Regions from separate parts of the Mus musculus genome. Here region 1 is linked to region 2. Evidence: chromatin contacts called from public Hi-C data. All regions are on one chromosome and are shown on one strand. The core of a region is the stretch at or near the end of the contact, and the rest is flanking DNA. Distances in the headings are between cores, read along the strand shown.

What was found. A called contact is a pair of places that touch in the nucleus more often than the background predicts.
Region 1: a Hi-C map of liver shows a contact between it and region 2, with 2.1 times the contacts expected there. The contact joins two enhancer-like sites. A contact is called at or near these places in 1 of 15 datasets of contacts at CTCF or cohesin (the NIH/3T3 cell line), 2 of 484 Hi-C or Micro-C datasets (liver and spermatogonial stem cells) and 1 of 115 datasets of contacts at active chromatin or transcription factors (astrocytes).

Annotation. Positions count from the first base shown.
Region 1 is chr2:65,260,484-65,263,781 of GRCm38.p6, reverse strand. No RefSeq gene overlaps it. Among named protein-coding and RNA genes, the nearest start is that of Cobll1, 23 kb to the right of the region's middle. Within about 2 kb of position 1,356, at least 7 of the 459 cell types and tissues checked have an H3K27ac peak or open chromatin away from gene starts, as enhancers often do. A contact at or near this core is called in liver, where this site is marked.
Region 2 is chr2:65,219,362-65,223,140 of GRCm38.p6, reverse strand. The region is part of intron 1 of Cobll1 (Cobl-like 1); the gene reads left to right. Among named protein-coding and RNA genes, the nearest start is that of Gm13594, 12 kb to the left of the region's middle. Within about 2 kb of position 2,365, at least 32 of the 459 cell types and tissues checked have an H3K27ac peak or open chromatin away from gene starts, as enhancers often do. A contact at or near this core is called in liver, where this site is marked.

The DNA.
Region 1 (3,298 bases), core at 107-2,606, 42 kb before region 2:
ACAGCTGGAACTTTAATAGACTACCCCAGGAACCAGGGAGGACTGACTTCCAGTAACAGAATCCCATGTGACTCAAGATACAGTGACTCAGTAAAGTTGCTATCAAAGTGGATTTTTCTATTTTTTCTTTTTTCTCTCTTCTTTTCTTTCATTCTTCCTTCCTTCCTTTCTTTTTCTTTTTTCTTTTCCTTTCTTTTTCATTTCTTTTTTTTTCTTTTTTTTTTTTTGTGGGGCGTGAGAGGTAGCTTGGTTAATGCCTTTCTGGGGACCTGGATGGATCAATCATTTCACTCCCAGTGTGGATGGACACTTTCATGATGTGTTTTGCAAAAATGATTTAGTATAAATTTCTATATGGTATGCCCTACCACGGCAATAACAAATACATGTTAAATACTGGCTTTAGTTATTTTTTGAATGCAAAAATTAATAGTTTAGGGTTTGATTTGGGGTATATTTTGTTGTTGTTATTATTGTTGTTGCTGCTGCTGCTGTTTGATAAGACAGGTGTACTCTGTAGCCCAGGCTGTCCTTGAAGTCCTTACATAGTACAGGCTAACCATAAACTTATGAGTCTTTTGACATAAACTCTGAATGCAGGGATTGTGAGCATGTGCCACCACACCTGATCCCAATAATAAATAAGGTTTACGATTCAAGAGAATTAGTAAGAATAAGAAAAGAATCAGCAAAAATGTATACATAACAAGAAAGAGAAATGAAGGCATTATAGTTAAGCTTGTGGTGAGATGGGCATGTGGAGCATGCATTAGATTCTTGCACTCAGGGGGCAGAGGCAGCTGGAGCTTTGTGAGTTCAAGGTCAGCCAGGTCTACACAGTGAGTTCTAGGACAGTGAAGGCAAAGTAGAGAGACCTTTTCTTAAAACAAACAAAACAAAACAAAACAAAACAAAACAGAACAACCAAACCAAACCAAACCAAAAAAAAAAAACCCCAAAAAACAAACAAACAAACAAACAAACAAAAAAAAAACAGAGAAGAACAAAACCCAAAACAAACAATGGCTTGAAAGAGCACCAGCTCAGGACAGAGAGATACACGCCGATCTAGGACAAACAGTGAGATCCTCTCTCAACTTCTTTTTCTTCTTCTTTTTGGCACTGGGAGAAGGAAGAAAATACTAATGAACACAGATTTCAATGTGAACTTTCAATTACTTAAACATTCAAGAGACATCTTACCATAGAAGAAAAAACAAAGTCAGAATAAAACTAGTGTAGGTTCAATAGTTATTAGAAACAAATGCCAAACCAGCCAGACGGTGGCGAATGCTTCTCATTCTAGCACTTGAGGGGTGGAGGCAGGAGGATTGTGAAACTGAGGTCAGCCTGGGCCACTTCGGAAGACCTTGTATTTACTTGTTTATTTTTAAAGTAAAACCAAACAGATACTAGGTGAAGCCATGAAAGTGAATGAGCTTCCTCAAATACCAAAATATCCAGGTTAATCCCATGCTGGGGAAAAAAATATTAACTCAGCAAATACAGTTCGTTCACTTAGAAGTAATTCTCTAACAACTGCCTATCAAACGCACCATGGAAGCACTATAAATAAAACCTGGCTGGATAAAGAGTATAACAAATAATAATTATTATCATCACTATTTACAGTGCTGAGGGCGGAGCCAGGACTCTCTAGCACACCAGCCAAGTCCCGTGCCAGAGAGATTTAGGCTTTTCCTTATTAGTAACGAAACATGTCATTATCTGCCAAAGGCTCATCAGCACCAGGAACATAGGTTTGTTTTCACCGTCGTGGTCACAGGAGGATTTGTTGGGTGTTTGGTTCTCAGCTCTGGTATTCCTAAGGTCCTATACTCTGCTCTGGAAGGTCATGCCCCTGAGAGAATTAACTGGACATATATAAGAAAATGGAAGGTGTAGATATCGGTACATTGAGTTGAAATGACCCAGGTCCTTTGATTGGTCCCAAAACTGAGACAAAGGCTCAAATTGTGAAATGCATTCGAGTGGCAGAAGCCTGGGTATGGGCAAGAATGATTAGAACAGCAGGCTCGCTTACAATGATGGAGGGAGGACCTGAGAATCCTTCCTGGCTTCATACAGAGAAACACCGAGGACTATAGCAGAATGAGCCTGCGCAGAAACACTGACAACTACAGCACAACGAGCCTGCGCAGAAGGTGCCACTCACCCTAGCAAGCCAAGGGCCAGTTCCCATCTAATTTCCTTACAAAACACATGTGTTTTACTCTGGCTAGAGGAAGATGGTGTAGCCTATGATGTCTTTGTGACTGTACTCCGGCCTCGTGGCTCAGGGAAGCGGGGAGTACAGGTTCAGGTTGATTCATAAAAGTCAAAGAAGAAAAGGCAGATTTTTGCGGTGGTGGTGGGAGAGGACAATGCATACCAATTATATAACGTGGCTTAAGATGCAGTCCATTCTATGAAGCACAGTGTCTATATAAAAGTGTCTGTTTGGACAGGCTTGGCATGTTACACACCATGCACGGACTACTAAAGCAGAAGGATGCCATTGCCCAGGATTAGGATATCCAACAGCAGAAACATCTGTGCACTTGTAGATATATTTACGTTTCAGAGAGGCATCTGTTTTTACAGTGTGCTCGACTTCTGGCTCTCTTGACAACAGTGACGTTAAGAGACAACAGAGAATTGTTACTGTGAGTTGAAAAGGTTTGATTATGCTTAGGCCAAGGAGTGGCGTTGTTAGGAGGTGTGGCCTTGTTGAAGTGGGTGTGGCCTTGTTGGAGGAAGTGCACTGTCGGCCTGGGCTTTAAGACCCACATCCTAGCTGCCTTGGAAGCCAGTTTTCTACTAGCAGCCTACAGATGAAGATGTAGAACTCTCAGTTCCTCCTGCACCATGCCTGCCTGGATGCTGCCATGCTCCCGCCTTGATGATAATGAACTGAACCTCTGAACCTGTAAGCCAGCCCCAATTAAATGTTGTCCTTATAAGAATTGCCTTGGTCATGGTGTCTCTTCACAGCAGTAAAACCCTAAGACAGAAATGGTCATGTTCTTTGTCATTTTGAAACACGTGTTGACTAAAAGCATAAATAAAAAGGACATCACCTTCCTAAACTGTACCATGCTCTGTGAACTACTTCATATTCGGGTGAAAAGTTTAGTTCCTTAAATAAGATTCTAAACTTTGACCAGAATCTCCTGTGTATCTCTACACTTGGGAATGATTAATCTGCCACGCAGTCCCTGAAGCAACAGGGTAAAGTGGTGAAAAAAAACTGAAGGAAACTCACCAAAGACTCTTTACAGTGACCCCAAAATAAAGG
Region 2 (3,779 bases), core at 1,116-3,615:
TGAGTCTCTCTGCATTGCTTGTTGGCTTGGACACTCTGTGACCAAGTAGAAAAGTCGAGTGGTAGAAGAGTCTAGTACCACAGAATCAAACAGGGAATAAGACTGGCAGGTACCAGGCCTGCGCCGTGTACAGTAAATTTCAAATAGCCACCCACAGTTACTCGAAAGCAGCCCAATGTAATATTGCTATCTTTACTACGGCAACTCACAAGAAACCCAAGAGGGACAGGGACACCCACTTGTCATTTAACTTTCCCAGGAAGTAGAGGATGGGATTTGATGAAGCTTCCTTAGTATCCATTCCAGGTAGATGCCACTTGGCTGGTTCACAGGGAGAGCCATAACCTCTGCCCCGCCCCCTATTAGATTAGGAATGTGCTCTCCAGCTAATGGCCGGACCACCATACTTCAAATCATTCCCCCAGGCCTTTCTGGGAGCCCATTTCCGCCTGCATCTGATGGGAACACCTGAAAGTGCCTTTCTTTGACTTTGGTGAGACGTAGGCAGTGACTGCACGTTGTCTGTGGGGGAGCTGTACTCAGCCACACCTGTATTCGAGGGAAGTAAGAGCTCGCCACCATTGTGACCACAGGTCAAACGCCGGAGAGAACATTCCCTTTTACAAACAGATCTCCCACCTAGCCTAAACAAGACGTTGAAGCATGGTGCCCTGCAAATGCTGTAAAATTGTGCATCAGTCTAGAGTCTGACTTTAGTTGCTACGGATAAGCACAAAGAGTCCCAGGAACTCCTCCGTCTTGGCTCTCTGAGATGATGGCGGTGGGTGCACTGTTTAGTGTTTGTGGGGAGCAGGCACAGTGCTAGTCTTGGGTCATTAAAGCTGTGACTCTTTGTCCACCCTTGATCAAAAACCTTCATTGTGCCAGGTGCAGTGGTGCACACCTGGCATGCTGGCTCCTGAGTGGCTTCAGAAGGAGAATGCAAGCCTCAGGCAAGTCTGGACAGTTACAGAGACGCTGTCTGAGGGGGGATGTGTTGGATGACAGATTGTTGGACTCCTACACACAAGGCCCTGGGTTTACAAACTGCGTTGGAGAGCCTTTATTTGGGGCAAATATGGTTAGATGGGTCTCCTGGTTTTCTTCCTGTTGGCTGTGATAAAACACTCGGACCCAAAGCATCTTAGAGAGGAAATGGTATTTGGCTTATACTTCCAGGTCACAGTCCGTCCTTGAGGAAGTCAAGGCAGGAGCTCTAGAAGGGACTGAAGTCAGTGGAGGAATGCTGCTTACTGGCTCCCTTCCAGGTCTACCTTCTGCTAGCTTTGCTCTACAGATGGTGCTGTCATGGTGGGCTGGACCTTCTGACATCATCAGAGACAGTGCCCCACAGACATGTCCACAGACCAGGCTGACTGAGGCAAATTCAGGGAGATTTCACCTTTCCAGGTGACTCTTGGTTGTGTAGACTTATAGTGAAGGTAATGGCAGTGCATTCTTATATTAACTTGGATTTTAAAGGTGGTTTTATGTTTGTTTTAACAAAAATATGTGCCAGAAATTGAACCCAGGACCTTGTGCATGCTAGGTAACAACTGCCTACCACTGAGTTGTATGTAGTCCTAGACAGTTTTAAGTTGAAAGAAGCTCCCATATACCATATATATATATGTGTATATATATATATATATATATATATATACACACACACACACACACACATACATACATACACACATACACACACACACACACACACACATATATATATACACACACACACACATACATACACACACACACACACACACACACACACACACACACACACATATATAGTCTCCTTCAAAATTTCTTGACCCCATATCTGCTTTTCCATAGTAGATGGTATTGGTCTGTTCTGGTTACACCTAGGCATAAGCTTAGCACTTAAGAGATTTCAAAGAAATAGGATGCTTCTTATAAGCTGACAATAATCAGTGTGTTTTACAAGGTAATTTGCCAAATGGCAGAGACTTTGACAGCTGCAGAGTCAAACCAATATTTTTTTTAAAAAAATTTAAGTAATATAATTTCCCCAAATGATTATTTTTGGAGTTAGACTTCTACATTTAAAAGGTACAAATATAACTCTGGTTATACTGGGCATGGTCTCACACATACTTTTAATTCCAACACTTGGAAGACAGAGGCAGATAGATCTCTTTGAGTTATTATTATATAATGAGTTTTGGGTCAACTAGGGCTACCTAGTGAGAGCCTGTCCCAAGCCCAAAACCAAGCCAAGCCACCACCACCACCACCACCAAAACAACAAAAAAGACAGTGGTGTTGACTTGCCTGGATCTGGTCACAGGAGTGGCCAATGCCTGTTGGCATGTGAGCACTGTGACGTACTCTTCTGGGCTCAGCAGCAGCATCCAGCTGACATCCACTGCTTGTTCCAGAGTTATCTTGAGCTTTTACTGTGCAGAGTCACAAGACCAGGCAGTGGCAGGTCTGAAAGCCAAGCCTCAATGTTCTAGGAATCTATCTGTGTCTTAAGAATTGCTCTATGTTCAGCAAGGCCAGAGTGTAGCAGAAGCAACCTTAAAATGGGGCAAAACACTTTCTAAAATGTTTATTTTTCTTAAATAATTTTTCACTGTAAAATTAACACGCTTAATACAGAATATTGAAAGAATTCATGACTTTAAAAAACAGTTTTGCCCTGTGGAGATAATAATGCAAATAATTGGCATTTTAACATCTCCCTGATGCATTATGATCTTACAAATTTTCATATTTTATGCAACAAAACCCCAGTGGTCCAGTACTCTGGAGAAAGTTGGGTTAAGCAGTTTTCTTCTCTTACTGGGTCCTGGGGATACCGCAATGTGCATTGAGTAGGACCCTGGTGGACGTCCAGTCAGCAACATTTTACAAATTCATTTATCAGAGCACTGGTGTAAACCTTAAAGTCCACAATGTTTCCAAAGTAGCGCACGTAACATTGTAGGTAGAATGCATGCTTCTAGATTGTTTAGTGAGCATTGTATTTTCCGACTACATGTATTGCATTCATGTTTTCTCTAAGTTTATGCTCTAAGTTGTTAGTTAACATTCTTTTTGAAATGTCTGCCTAGCAAGTTCTGGGAGTAGCCTTATGTGGTTTGGTGTTAGGTTTAACCTTTCACCTTTTGAGCCTTTGAACTGTTCCCAGTGAAATCATTAACTGAAAGGTATGTAAGCTTTAGCATCCGGAGAGGACCAATTTCCAAGTCTGGTACTGAGAAGGAACCAACCGCACAGGTTTAATTCCACTGCTAGAAACTGAAAACTAGACAATTGCGCCTTTAGTGTTTGTCATTGGGGTTGTCATTGTCATTGGGGTGAGGTGCCAGATTCTTTGGGGAAAAAGAGGCAGTTAGCCATTGGGTGAACTTGAACTGAGGTCCGACTGCATGCAATTGCCACGGGTCATGGGTATCGCTTCTTCTGTGATGGTTTGCTAGCTTTAGAGATTTTTGAAAGCAGTTCCCTCCCACTGTGCAGTTCAGGCGGGCCTTGGACTTGCCTTTTGCGTACAGGGATTTCAGAGTTGTGCCACCAGCCCTGCTCAGATGTGTGCATTGTATCAGTACAGCTTAGCTCTGGGCTTCTCAGCAGTACTTTGTAGAATGTGAACACCTGACCCTGGGGTATAGGAGCGTGAAAGGGTTGGGACCGCTCAGGCTTTTTTAAAAGGCCAAGAAGCTGGGTCTCTGACTAGGAATGGAGTTGAAAGGGAGAGGGTTCGTTAGAAAAGATGTGGGTTCAGCTTTCTACTCTAATCAACA